2 separate regions of the Cricetulus griseus genome follow, and region 2 is linked to region 1. A link is a contact called in public Hi-C data. All regions are on one chromosome and are shown on one strand. The core of a region is the stretch at or near the end of the contact, and the rest is flanking DNA. Distances in the headings are between cores, read along the strand shown.

The links. Hi-C and Micro-C count contacts between places; a contact is called where the count stands out from the background.
Region 2: a Hi-C map of the CHO-K1 cell line shows a contact between it and region 1, with 3 times the contacts expected there. The contact joins the enhancer-like site here to the promoter of Sik2 in region 1. A contact is called at or near these places in 3 of 8 Hi-C or Micro-C datasets (the CHO-K1 cell line and fibroblasts).

Annotation. Positions count from the first base shown.
Region 1 is chr4:162,760,289-162,767,334 of CriGri-PICRH-1.0, forward strand. It overlaps Sik2 (serine/threonine-protein kinase SIK2), which reads right to left and starts at 2,816. Exons shown (of 16, transcript XM_027412165.2): 1 at 2,511-2,816. The coding sequence starts at 2,645.
Region 2 is chr4:162,805,483-162,812,528 of CriGri-PICRH-1.0, forward strand. It overlaps Layn (layilin), which reads right to left. Exons shown (of 7, transcript NM_001246681.1): 4 at 6,547-6,582; 5 at 5,524-5,607; 6 at 4,354-4,456; 7 at 1,772-2,613. The coding sequence ends at 2,253. Among named protein-coding and RNA genes, the nearest start is that of Layn, 16 kb to the right of the region's middle. Within about 2 kb of position 3,984, at least 2 of the 6 cell types and tissues checked have open chromatin away from gene starts, as enhancers often do. A contact at or near this core is called in the CHO-K1 cell line and fibroblasts, where this site is marked.

The DNA.
Region 1 (7,046 bases), core at 1,566-4,065:
CATGGTTTAAGGAAAGAACCAGTTCCTGCAATATGCTTTCACTTGTTTGTGTGTGTGTGTGTGTGTGCGAATATAATAAAACTGACTTTTTAAAACTGACTCAGGATCAAACTTGAAGGCAACAACAACAAAAAACCAGATCTCCAAGTTCTAAAACACATAAGCCTACAATGCTAAAATACAGAATATAAAGAAGTTTCCATAAGCAGTAAATAAACATAGTCACATTTTGCTAATAGTTTTCTTTATACTATATTAACTATTCTCTGTAATTAACTAGATATAGTATGTTAAGCAATGAGAATCTAAAATAATGTGATAGTTGAAATTTTCACTATAGTTCGAATGGTGGTTCTATTTATCAAAGATATAAATATTCAGTAAATAAATAATTATCCCTAAAGAAAGAACTCACTGAAAACAAATGTTATACTTTTAGAAACTGAATCCATGCTCTTAATCAACGAGTCTTCATGTAACTTCCCTATAAAACTTCAGAGAACCACTTTGCAAACTGAAACATCCACAGACTTTTCTGTACAGTAACTACTAGACCATTTCACCTTTCTGTGCCTTAGTATGGACAACCACAAAAATGCTCATACTTGCCCACTGTAAAAATAGAAAAGCATGAGGGAGGAATCTGTAGGCTAAACTTTTAGCTTTTAACATAAAATAACTTTATACACATATACTACACACACACTTTAGGATCTGCAAGCTCTTTGATGATCTGACAGGTGTCTTCAATCACAAAAGTAACTGACCTAACAGTCACAGGCAGTGTTACTCCACAGTGCCCCCTACCTCGCTTCCTAAGAAATATCAGTTTGAAAGGGACACCATCTAAATTGTGACCCCCAAGAAAGTGTCAGTTACCATGAGCTCCACTTAAGCAGTTCTCTAAAGTGGGATAGTTAAAGCACTTATGCCACTTTAAACTCAGTCTGACAGATAACAGATGACCACTAAATATTGCTAAAAAGAAAAAAAATAATATGTTATTGGATTCGGTATCCAACCACAGAATATCACCAAAAAGTTTACAGACTCTCTGTAATGTGCCATTTTTGACGGTCATTGAAAAAGATTCATAAAGTTACCCATTTAAGATATTTCCCTTTTATTTTACATAGCGGCAAGGTATGACAGCTTGGCCATAACTCTTTACAAGAACGAAACAACTTTATTCATTAAAAAAGTGCCGGGACCATATTAAGCTATGCAACAATTTGGCAATGTCAATATACTCACATTATCATTACTAACAATCTAGATTCATAACAATGGTAAATTTGTGAAAGGAAAAATATTTTGACCTTGGTACTGACGCCCTAAAGAAGTCAGATTTAGGTGGTGTGTCAGGGATCCGTGAGGCAAAACAAAACAAGAAAAAATGAACACATGTCAGACATATCCTCCTTTATAAAAATGGACACGAAGCAAAACTTCTAAGTACTACTGCTAAGAAAACACTCAGGCTTTTAAATGCCCTTAACCTTACGTAAGTCTTCCGTGGGGGGGGGGCGTTTAAGTTCTACATTCAAAGGCTAGAACGTTCTTAAGAAATGTACTAGGGAAAAAACCCGGACGAGATGAAATTTGGGGAGACAAACTGAAAACCGGTGAAACTACAGTGGAAATCATAAGGCAGAATAGAGTACGTCAAAACCACTAGGTTGTAGTCTAAAAAAACGGTTTTGTTTCGATCGTTTTTTTCCAAGGTATTTAATTTGCACGTCTTAAAATAGAGACCCCGAGGAGAGCAGCTTGAGGCAATGGAAGGAAGGGGGTGGGCTAGGTAAGAACAGAGACTCGGGGAGAAAATATGTGCGGTGCATTAGAATGCACCATGGAGGGGGATGCTGGAGTCACTGTAAGGAAGCAGTTGAGGGCTTTCTGAGTAGTCCATCTGATGTGGCTTAAGGAATGCGTGCTTGGAGTCAGTATGCACACCTGGTAAAGGGACAACCTCAGACGACGGTGCAGAGCTGAGATGACCATTTTCAACCAGTTCTATTGTCTGGAGTATTAGATATACCTCCGGCAAGAGATCAAGCCAGTCAGGCACCAAATCAGAGACCCTGCGGGCCCAAAGCAAAGAAAATAGACAGCGGTCCGTCCGCACCGGTCGGGTCCGCGGCGCCCCCTCTTCGCCTAGCAGCGAGGGACTCCTGATTAGGGTCGCGCTACGTGTCCGCCAAGTCCAGGAGCTGCCGGTCCCCTTCTCCCGCCGGCGACGTTGGTCCCCGCGCGGACCTGGAGCATCGAGACTTCCCCTCCCACCCCACCCCCAGCCGAAAGCCGGGAAGACGCGGAACTTGGGCTTGGGAGCAGAGGCCACAGACCAGGTCCCCGGGTGGGAGGCTCGGGACGGAAGCCTGTGTGGCTTCCCAGGGACAACCCACCCCCCCGATCTGCACCCCGCGGTCCCCACAGAGCCAGGCCCGCCGTTCCCCGCCCGGGGCGCAACCATGCCACGCTCCCGCCGAACCCCGGTGGTGCCGCACCTCCGTCTTGGTGATCCGGTGCCGCCCCAGCTTCACCACGGCGAAGTTGCCCTTGCCCAGCGTGCCCTCGATGTCGTAGAACCCCACCCGGACCGGCCCGCGCTGCAAGTGCCTCGGGCCATCCGCCATGACCATGCTGGGCCCCCGCTGCAGGACACGGCGACTGGAGCGCGAACGAGCGGGCCGGCGCGAAGCGGCGCTGAGCAGGCAGGAGGGCGGCGGGCGGCGCGGCTGGGTTCTGGGCGACGGCCGCAGTGCTCGCTCCGGCGCTGCTTCCCTCCCGCCCCACAGGGCCCAGCCAGGCGCGCGCCGGCGCTGACGTGAGCCGACGTCAGGGGGCCGGGGCAGGGGACGGGGGCGGGCCTCCACCGGTCACCATAGCTACCGCGGCAGCTCCGACGTCGGTGGCGGGAGGGAGGGGCGGCGCGCGGCTCCGGCGGGCACTGTGCTTCCGGCCGCGGCGCCCTCTCCTCAGCCTACTCCGGCCTCGCCGGGGCCGGGGGCGGGGTCGCCGTCTGCTCCGCCCCCTTCCTGCTGCCTTCCAGCAGAAGGGCAAGAGCGAGCCCTGGTGGGCCGAGCGGAGGGTGCAGCGTGCCGCCTGCGCGTGGCCTGTAGGGTCGCCTAGCGTTCTCCGCCCGCCTGCGGCCCTTCCCGCCAAAAGCTCGCCCGCAGGAAGACTGCTGCGCTAAATTTGGAGCCCGAGGAACACCGTGGCTGAGCAACACGTTGCTCACAGCCTCTTTTCTTTGTGTTCTTTTTAGCCCTCCTGCTCGTTACTATCTAAGTCTCTCCACTTTTTGACGTCTGTGAGGATTTCTACTCACAGCAATCGGCCACTTACAAAAAAAAGAGAAAAAAAAAAAAAGAAAGAAAGAAAAAGTCAGCTCTGAAGAGACCCTAGAGATGACTTAAATCCGGAATTCGAAGCCGGGAACCCCTGAAACGTAGGCACAGTTTTACATATTTGAGAGGAGAGGTGACTATATCTTATGCCATACTTCCTCAAACTGTTAGGGAATTTGTAAACGCTTAGAAACTATTCAATTTATTTCCAGATGATGCAGCAGGTTGCTAGAATGGAGGGAGTTGCTACACAGGTAATGCTAGAATTCTAATCATAAATTATCACACCAGTATTCCATACGGTGACCTAAGTAAGCAGCGACATTTTAGTATCTTAAATATATGCGTCCAGACCTTGGTTCCCGGTTATACATTCTCCATGAAAAGGAACCCAATTTGCTGGGAGTAATGACTCAGTCCAAGGCAGCCAGGGAAAGTATGAGACACCCTTGAAAGAACTTATATGAGTAAGCAAGGAGATTTTTTTTTGTATACAACAGAAAGAATGTGTCAAAAGAGAATACAGCTTGAAGGGACTCATCATTGCCAAATCTGAACAAACTGCGCATCAGAAATGAACAATTTGGAAATAATAGTAATATTATAGTAATAGAAATAACAGTAATATTACTTTCACATTTTATTTATTTTTTTATAGAAGTCATCGGATAAACTGTGGGAGCTGGTTCTCTATTTCCACTATGTGGGTCCTAGAAAAATGGAACTCAAGCGGTCAGGCATGCTGCAGTTGCCTTTACCCAACGAGTCACCTCTTGGGCCCTACATTGTTTTCTTGTTTGTTTTTAAGACAGTCTCCGGATTATTCTGGATAACCTAGAACTTGCTATGTAGACCAGGCTGGCTCATACTTAACAGAGATCTGTCTCCTGAGTGCTGTGATTAAAGGCAGGTGTAGTCCACATTAGATTTTAAAAAGGAACCTACATTGTATATTTCCACTTTAACTGTTTTTAGACAGGTTCTCAGAAGTATGGTATATGAGACAAGTCCCCATAAATGTCTAATGTCTATTCCCATTCCTCTTCTTTTCTTTTCTCTTCTTCTTTTTCCTTCTTTTCTAGTTCAGGAAACTGAAGCACAGAACCTTACATAATGCTAGGCAAGTATTGTACCACTGAGCTACGTTCACAGGCTTAACTGTTAGGTAAGTATAGAGACAGGATAGGTGAGAAAAGGATGTATGTAGAAATTATGAAATCACTATTTTGTGGCTGTTAGTAATAATTGTTCAGACAAGAATTATCAATAGGCCTTAAAGTCATTGGGTAAAATTTGATTGAAGAACGGGATATTTATACAGTCTCAAAATATCTTTGAATTAAAAAAATTATTACAAAGGGTTAACAAAAGTACCTTTTACAGTGGAGAAATCTGACAGACACTCTCCTAAGAAAATATTCAAGTTAACAATTGGAATTAAATAACACTAAGAGCCCCCTGGTATGAGTTATGCAGAACACATCTCTTAAGTGATATCTCTGTAAAAATGTGTATTCTGAATCTGTCACAAAGAAACAAATCAGGAAAATATAAACTGAGAAAATCTACCCCCTAGCTATCTTGTACACTTAAAGATGCCATTGACATGAAAGAAAGGCTGAGGAAGAGTTCTTGATTTAAATCTTAATAGACATACCACTATAGGCAACATATGGTCCTAGAAAAATATGTTATCAAAGAATCCTGTCAGGGCAATTGTTGAAAATTGAATTGTGTTGTATATTAGATGAAAATGTTGTTTCAATGCTGATTTTAAAAAATAGATTTATTTTACTTTTAGTTATGTGTGTGGGGGGGATGTACTTACATGCCTGTGTGAGTGCAGATGTCCATGGGGTCCAGAAAAGGGCGTTAGATCCCCTATATCTGGAGTTACAGGTGGTATTGGGACACCTGATGTGGGTTCTGGGTACTGAACTCAGGACCTCTTCAAGAACAGTACTTGATTTTAACTACTGAACATTCTCTCTAGGCCTTAATGCTAAGTTTCTTGACTCTGATCTTTGTACTGTTATGAAGGAAAGTGTCCTTATTAATAAATACATGCTGAAGTATTTATGGATAAAAGTTTGTGATATAGGCTATAGGTAGACTTTTCTGTCCTGCCAGTCAGCTCTGTGCCATCAGTCAGCTACCAAATAACCACAGAGACTTATTTATTAATTATAAATGCTTGGCTGATAGCATTGGCTTGTTATTAACTAGCTCTTACATCTTAAATTAACCCATATTTATTAATTTATGTGCTGCCATGTAGCTCATGGCTTGTTACCTCATCTTCTACAAGTCCTGCTTCCTCTGCATCTGGCAGGTGATTCCCCATTCTTCTTCCCAGAGTTCTCAGTCTGTCTCTTCCACCTAACCACTAGGAAGTGGCCTAGCTATTGGCCAGTTAGCTCTTTATTAGACCAATGAGAGCAGTACATCTTCACAATGTACAAAAGGATTATTCCACAGCAATAGGTCATTTATTCCCAAATAGTTCAGCAAAGATAATGACAAAGGTGTCAAATGTTAAACAACCCAGACAAAGGGTAGTTAAGTGTTATTTTTACAACTTTTACACTGTAAAAGGTTTAATTTTTAATGAAAATTAATATATATTTATACATATACATATACATATACATACATACATACATACATACATACATACATACATATATATTGGGATGTAACAATTATCCCAGCAAAATTGTTACATCTCTGCTCAGGTCTGGTAAAGGGTTACAGCCCTGCTTGCTTAAGGGAAAGTTTTCCCCAGCAGAGGTGTTACAGCTTGCTTAGGTCTCCTGGGGTGTAACAATTCTCCACTAGGGGAAGTGTTGCGGTTCTGCTCGGCTCAGCTCCAGCTGTCTGGGCTTCACTGGAATGAAAATGTCACATGGCACAACAAACCTCATTTAAGAGATTTATTGGAAGGAAGAATCCAGGAGGGTGACTGCCTCTAGGGTGAGGTGGCTGCAGACTGAATAGGGTACAGAGTTTATATAGGGTTCCTTGTGAGGCAGAGCTTTCCAGGGTGGCTTGAGATTGGTGGGTTTTTTGTGTGTGTTTGGGATTGGTGGGGTTTAGTGCTCAGAGGGCTCAGAGATTGTTGGAGTTTTGTGCTCAGGGACCTCAGGAATTGGCAATGTTTCAATCCCTCCTCCCAAGTCAGGGTCAGGGTTTTCCTTGGCACTTTCACCCTACAATATACACATTTTAATTTTAATTTATTCGTGTGTGTGTGTGTGTGTGTGTGTGTGTGTGTGTGTGTGTGTGTGTATGTGTGTGTGTATGTGTGTTACTGGGAATTTAACCCAGGGCTTCGTGCATGCTGGACAAATTATTCTACTACTGACCTACATCACCAGCTCTGAAGGTTTGCTGGTTGTTGAGCCATCCACTGCTCTCTGTGCTTCTAGCTTTAACTCAAATAATTCTGCACTTTGTTGTGAGGTATATTGTTTTGAATATTAGGGGAGAAGGCCAAAAGGTTGATACAGATTTCTAGACCAATGAGAATGGTACTTGAGGTGCCTCTAACTAGGCCAGGAACTCACATAGGTACTTCAGTTAAAAGATAATTCCTGTATATTTGTTGTTCTGAGGGTAGGTTCCTTTGGGAATAGATAAAAAGCTTACTTCAGAACCAGAAAGTACACACAGACTCACTAAAATAAGCAACCT
Region 2 (7,046 bases), core at 2,734-5,233, 46 kb after region 1:
AAAATCGTTTGTTTTTGTCTTGGATCAAAGGCTGCTAGATGCTCTCAGTCATAGCATGTGTACTGAGCTCAGATGCATGGGTGGCATAGAGTAAGTAATATAATCAATAATGTTGTATTGATGTTTGTAAATCGTTTTTCCTTAAATGATTCTAACAAGAGAAGAGAGAGCAAGTACAGTGCACAGAGCATTCCTCCTCCCAAAGTACTTAAGAGAAAGTTGTCAACCTGATGATCCATTGTCCTCTATTGCTTTAATGTGTGTTTTCTACAAAGACATTCCCACTATCAGAAGAACATGTCCTCAATGCAGTGTAAAAATCAGGAAATTAGTACTAACACATTATTACCATTTAATCGTCAGACTTCATCCAAGTTTGTTTCCATATTTTCCTTTACAGGAAAAAAAAAGGGGGGGGGATCCATTTCAGAATCAAGTAGTGCCTTTAGCTTTCATCTTTTACTGCCCTCTAACTGCAGCTACCCCTATCTTGCTTTCACTTTCATTATCAAATTTGCAGTCCAGTTACTTTGTAGATTGTCTATTAACTTCTTTTTGTGTAAGGCTTCCTTATGATCAGCTTATATGCTTTGACTAAAACAGCACAAGTGTGATGCCATGTTCCTCTCACTGAACCACAATATGAGGCCTCTAATCTCAGTACACTTCAATATTGATAAGTAGTCACTTTGATCAATTGACTGAGGCGGTGTTTGCCTGTTGTGTCACTTTTGTAATTAATGATCCTTTTGTGGATGAGGCACTTGAAATCATGTAAATATTCCACCCCTCATCAAAATTTTAATTAATTTATTTTTGCATCAGCATACATCCATGTTTTTCTGTTTTAAAATCAACAAGAGTGTTAACAGTTAATGATTTTGATACTCAATTTATCCCACGTTACCAAAGGTGTTCCATTGTAAGTTGAATTTTGTAATCTGCCGATTTCTAATCATTCTTGCTTGGTGTTTGTGTAAAGTTTCCCAAATGACCACTCTCATTCCCAATCAAATATAAAAATTTTAACAGTAGCATGACTTATCAGCATACATATACAATGTGTACTGATAAGCCAGGGCAATAAAAATCCTCATATTCTTATCATGACTCTGTGTTTGCTGCCCTTAAGCTCCTTTCCTGTAGTTATTCATAAATATGTAATAGGCCATTGTTGTGCAGGCCACCACTATTCCTGTGGAATAACAGATTTGTGAATTCTACCTGTGTTTGGGTACCCATTATTTTACTTTTCATTACTCAAGTAACTCATATTTTTTTCTGTCTGTCCTGGAGTCATCCTATTTCACAAAGCCCTGGCTCACTTTAGTGGAGAATATACGCGTATCTGTATGTATACGAAATATGGAAAGCCCCAAAGTGACACCACTGTTTTCTATTTGCATCAAACATGGTAGGATCTATTCCAGTTTTCCCCCTTCTGATGCCTGTGACTGCCTTCTCTGATATAGAGAAGCCTGCCTCTTCTTATCTTTAGTATGTCTACCTCTTTCACCAGTCTTTCTGCCTACACAGTCAATCGCTAATGCTGCTGCCACCCATCCCCAGAACAACACATACTGTCTGAGCCAGGAGAACAAGGAGCCCTGAAGCAAACACAGACTTCATTTTTACTTTTGAAAGTATTTCCAAGTTGGGTTTTTCCAAGTTTAGATGTTGGGAGAATGGAAAAAAAAAAAGGTCCCCTGAGGCCGCATGCAGAGGAAAGACTGTAGACACACACTGACTAACATTCTGCTTCCTGCTTTTTATTGGATTTTATTTGGGCTAGGGGAAGATATGGGAATTGTTGCTGGGCAGGCCAGCCTGGGGCTTCCATACATAGCCTTTGAGAAGATTCCAGAGTTTATGTCTTTCTATGATTGCACGTGCTGCTGTAGAGAGCAAGGAGCCTAGGAGGCGGGCTTTCCAAACTCCTTGGTGACACCTTTATCCTGACCATTGGAAGCATCAGCCCTTGAACATCAGTTGCAGCACACTGGCTGACAGTTATCGAGGGTCTGCTGTATGGCAGCCCCTAGGCAAGGTGCCTTCTCACAAGGCTGAGCTGGGTGAGGCTCTGGGATAAGGGATACATCCAGAACTTGGGGACCCAGTAGGAACTTGTGGAGATTCTGTGCTCACCTTAAGAACTGGTCTGAGCATCTTCATAAACTTTCTGAACATTTTCCTTGTGAGAAATAGGAGGCTTTTGCTTTTGTTTTCTCATTTTTGCCAGTTTTTCATATGTCTTAGTAATATATTTCATTTTCCACCCATCCACTCTCCTTGCTCCTCCCCATTCTGTCAGGGGAGAACTCATAAATGTCATTGGTCACAAATCCACTCTCCATACTTGCCAGAGTCACAAACCCACTTTCTGAAGGGTTCACAGCCATGTTGTCATAGTCACAAGATATATCATCAGGAGGGGCTTCACTAGAACACACCCGAAATGAGATGTTCTTCAGGTCTGGGCGGGGCTCAGTTAAATCAGCTTCGCTTTGTTTTCTGATGACATTGTAAACATCTAGGTTGGGGCTGTTTTCTTGGTGAGGAGTGGGCCAAATGGTGTGTTGCTCCTTTGTGGTAGGATCTGGCTGCTCTTGTTTTCTAGAAGAAGAGAACCAGGCTGAGTATTTGAGCCCAGGGTACTGAGATTATATATCCCTTCAATACTGTTACTATTGAAGTGGAGGAAGTGAACCAGCTCTACTGCTCCACTGCCTACACTTATAGGTTTTGCAGGTCAGGTAGGAGTCGGCCCAGGAAAGCGTTATGGTCATAGTGCTCTTACATCTGCCATTTACTATCACTAGCTTGGGTTCCAGGACTCCCTTGAGAATGTGGGGCCAGAAAGCAATAGGAGATACTAAAAACTAAATACAAAAACCTCATTTCTAAGTAAAGTTAGCTATTTCTATTTCTATTCTATTTTTATCCTACCATTAAAAGCTTAGACAACAAGAGTAGGATTAATAATGTCACTGACTCTATCACCAACAGAAGTCATGTTCCCATATCGTATCAGTTATTATAGTTGTTTTGAAATATTTTATGTTCACCTCTACTTCAAAATTATAATTATACCTACCATTAAGAGTCATTAATAAAGAAACAATTCATCTTGGGAAATATTTTTGCTAAACTATGTAATGGTATGATTGCTTCCTTTTTCTACCAATGCATTTTATTTGATACACTTAAAATATTGTTCAAGAGACTAGGAATAGCTCAATGTAACTTGTCTGGCATGTGGAAAGCCCTGGGCTGATCCTAAGGACTGTTTAAAAAAATGAAGAAAGGGAGGAAGGAAAAAAGAAAAAAGGGAAAGCAGGACAGAGACATAAAGATGGAGAGAAGGAGGGAGGGAAGGAAGATGGGAAGGATGGGGAGTGGAGATTGAAAATGGTTTTGGAAGAGAGCTGCAGCTCCCCATGCCCAACAAAGTGTTAAGTACATTTAAGAACCAACTGCAGTGTAAGCCATTGGAAAAATGTATTTGTAGTTTTTAAAACTTAATTCTATGGCTAATACTTTTGAGTGTTTGTAATATGCTTGTTATGTGTGTATTCATTGTTTTAGTACCATAATAATCCTTTAAGGGGATTATTAAATGAAGTAGGTTCTGCATTGGACTTTTACAAATTTATTTCAAATTGCTCATCGCAGTGAGTCAAACTTAAGTTGGACCTAGATTTTCCTTCAGTAAAAGTGAGAATGCTAGCCCTCTTGTATGTATACTATGATGATAGGGAACAAAAGTGTAACTGAGGACAGTTGAATGTACCTAAAATACATGAGCACATGATCCAGATTACATACACAGGCTGCCTTTGCTACCTGGCATAGCCGCTTTGCAACAACATACTTTTGAAATCAAAAGAAAAGTCAATTAAAAAGAATTTGGCTGATTCATTCTGAATGGACTGGCTTTGTGTCAGAAATGCTCTGAACACACAATTTTCGTGTGGTTCATTAGTCATTCCTTACTCAACAAACATTTTTGGCATGAGGATCTACATTTAGGAGAGCACTTTGCTGGGTGATACATGGGTGCACAGGAAGTGAATAACACTGTTTTACCTTTCACAATGCTTAAAAATCTTCCACACACTGAGAAAATAAAGTGCATAGGACCACTAACTTAATTACAACTTAGCACAAATGCTCAGCTGAATGCTACTTGTTTGGTGTGGACCTTGAGTCCTGAGTCAGCCAGAGTTTACTCTCAGTTCTACAGTGGTCCTTCTTTTGGAGTTTCCATGGCTTTTAATGATACCAACTGTGTAGCCTCCAAATCTCAAAGACTGCAGAGGGAGCAGAGGTTTTCATGATGAAGGTTCTACTTGCCTTCTTCTACAGATCCAAACCCAACATGCAGCTGAAGTGACCACTAGTAAGAGGAACAGGGGAATGCTGGGGATTAGGATGTAGGCAAGATTCAAAGCAGCCTCTGAAAAAGAAAAAAGCATACATTATCCCTGGTGGTCCTCCCACCTCTGTATGTTTCCTTTCAAACCAGGCTTTAAAAAACATAATCAATAGAGTAGTCCAAGCAGCACATCTAGGAAATAGATAAATAGATGCAGTTACCCAGTTAGCAGAGTCCCTAGTTTCAACAAATGAGCATTTTCTAAATGACCCATTAATCTAAGTGATACTGTAGACAAGTTTAAATTTTGGAGTCTTGCAAATATTGGAAAATTATGTTTGATATTTTTTCCAGAGTAAAATAATCCTCCTTTTTCATGTACTTTTTAGTAAAAACACGCTTGGTGGGGGCAGTGTGGATGTCGTTGCCTCCTAGGACAGCCAGGATCATACCAGGCACCATGTATAAGCTTCAAAGGCATGCTTACTGTGGCCCACTTCCTCCAGCTAGAAGTTTCCAGAATCTTTCATATAGCACTACCACCTGGGTACCAAACATTCACTACATGAGCATTCAGAAGACATTTCACAGTGAAACCGTAACAAAGAGGTTGATAGTCCTGATTCTACTGGGAGGTTCCATCTGAAACCCTTCCAGACCTTTCTCTGGATGTCCTGTTATTTGGATCCTGTATAATAAGATGTACAGACACTGCATTCCTAAATTCTGTGAATTCTAGTTAATTACAGAACCTGACAGAGCTCATGGGCACTCCTGAAAGCGTAGCCAGTTGAACATCATCAGTTCAGGTGGTCTGAGGACTGTGAGACTTGTGATTGATGTCTGTCTGATGAGAGAGGTGTGGAATGTGTCTTTAATCTGTGTGTGTGGGATCTGCATAGATCCCCAGTGTCAGAAATGAATTGCAGTCAAACATTACATTTTACTTCATGAAGCTGATCATGCTGTCAGCTAGGTATGAAAAATACTAAATGGTTAAACTGAAGCACAGAGAAATTTTCTTTAAAGTTAAGTTGTCCAGTAACAAAACCTCACTTTTTAAAGAGCTGTGTGAAGAAGAAAGTAGGAAGTATAACCATAGGTAATTTCTAGCCAAAGGACTGCCAGTATCTATTTTTCCCAAGTACCTCTGCTTTCTTTGAATGTTTCTTTGGTGTCTTCTTTCTGTGTTTCTTCTGGAAGTACTGGTGTTGGTGGCTCAGTTGCTTCACCTGAGAGAGATACACACGGACTTGAGAACTTGAAGAAAGGTGCTACAGTCCAGGCATGCTCTAAGGTCCTTCCACATGTAGAGTGGTGTTCAAGGAAACAGCAGTGATTTGACCAATGCCATTGATAAACACAGTAAAATTTGAATTTGTTGCACTAGGATTTTCTTCATTGTGTGTAAATGTGTATGTGTTCTGTGTTCATGTGTATGTGTGTGCAAAAATGTGTATCTGTGTATTTTGTGTTAATGTATACAGGGTAGAGGTTGACACTAGGTATCTTCCAACTGCTGTTCTCCCCATCTTGAGTTTTGAGACATTGTCTCTCTGAATATGGAGTTTGCAGATTCAGGTAGCTTGGCTGACATGTAAACCCTGACTCTGCCTCTCCAGTGATGGGATCAGAGGTGCATATCACCGTGCCAAGCTTTTAGACATGGATTCTGGAGTTCTAACCCAGGTCTTCATGTTTGCACAGGGAGCACTTTACCCACTGAGCTGTCTCCACAGACATGTCTTCATATTTTTGGTGAGACATTTGCCATTATAAGGCACCAAAAAGCCAACAAGCAATATAACGGACTAAAGTACATAGGAAGAAGTACAATGACTCACTGCTAGAACCATAAATAATCAGTTGGGCTCTTGTCTTACTTCATTAGATTAAATTTCTCCCTTTATATCAATAATAATAATAAGCATCCAAAATGGAATTTTCAAATTATTACTTTCCAGTTTTGATCAACATAGATAACAGTGGGCAGAGAATGAGAATGATGAGCTATTTGCCACAGTCAGATGTGACAGATATCTGCCCATATTGTCTGGGTAAATACCAGTGGTCTTCCTCCTGCATAATCTGCTCTAAAGTCATGATTTTAAAACTGTGAAGGGGACTGTGAAATGGCCCAAATTAACCCAAATCTCATATGACAGACTTACCTCCAGGCCTTATAGAAGGTGTTGTACTTGGCTTCTCTGTAGCAGAAAGAAGCAAAAACAAAAACAATGCTTACATTTTCCTTAATCTGAATAAAATCACCTGAGTGTGGCATCCAATTCCAATAAACTCCACTTATTGTTACCTTATTAATTATTGTTATCAGATACCAGAAGTAGGTTGTTGAAGTCAAAGAGTTACTTGCACATGAATATAGCCTTCCTTCAGTTTTACTTCAGCGTTTTTAAAACGTATTTAAGAACTCGAATATTAGACTTTCCAAATGCACACAAAATAGTATACTGAGCTCCTGTGTGTTGTCATACAACCTCCACCTTGTCATCGAGGAGCTGCTTGAGCTTCAACATCCATCCCTACTCCCCCACTGCAGTTCCTGGCTGAAATTGTCTTAAAGTGTCCCAAGATCTGTTATCAGCTCATACTGAGGACAGTTCAGAAAGCAACAAACACTTGGTCTTCAGGAAGTGGAAGTGGCTGAGGG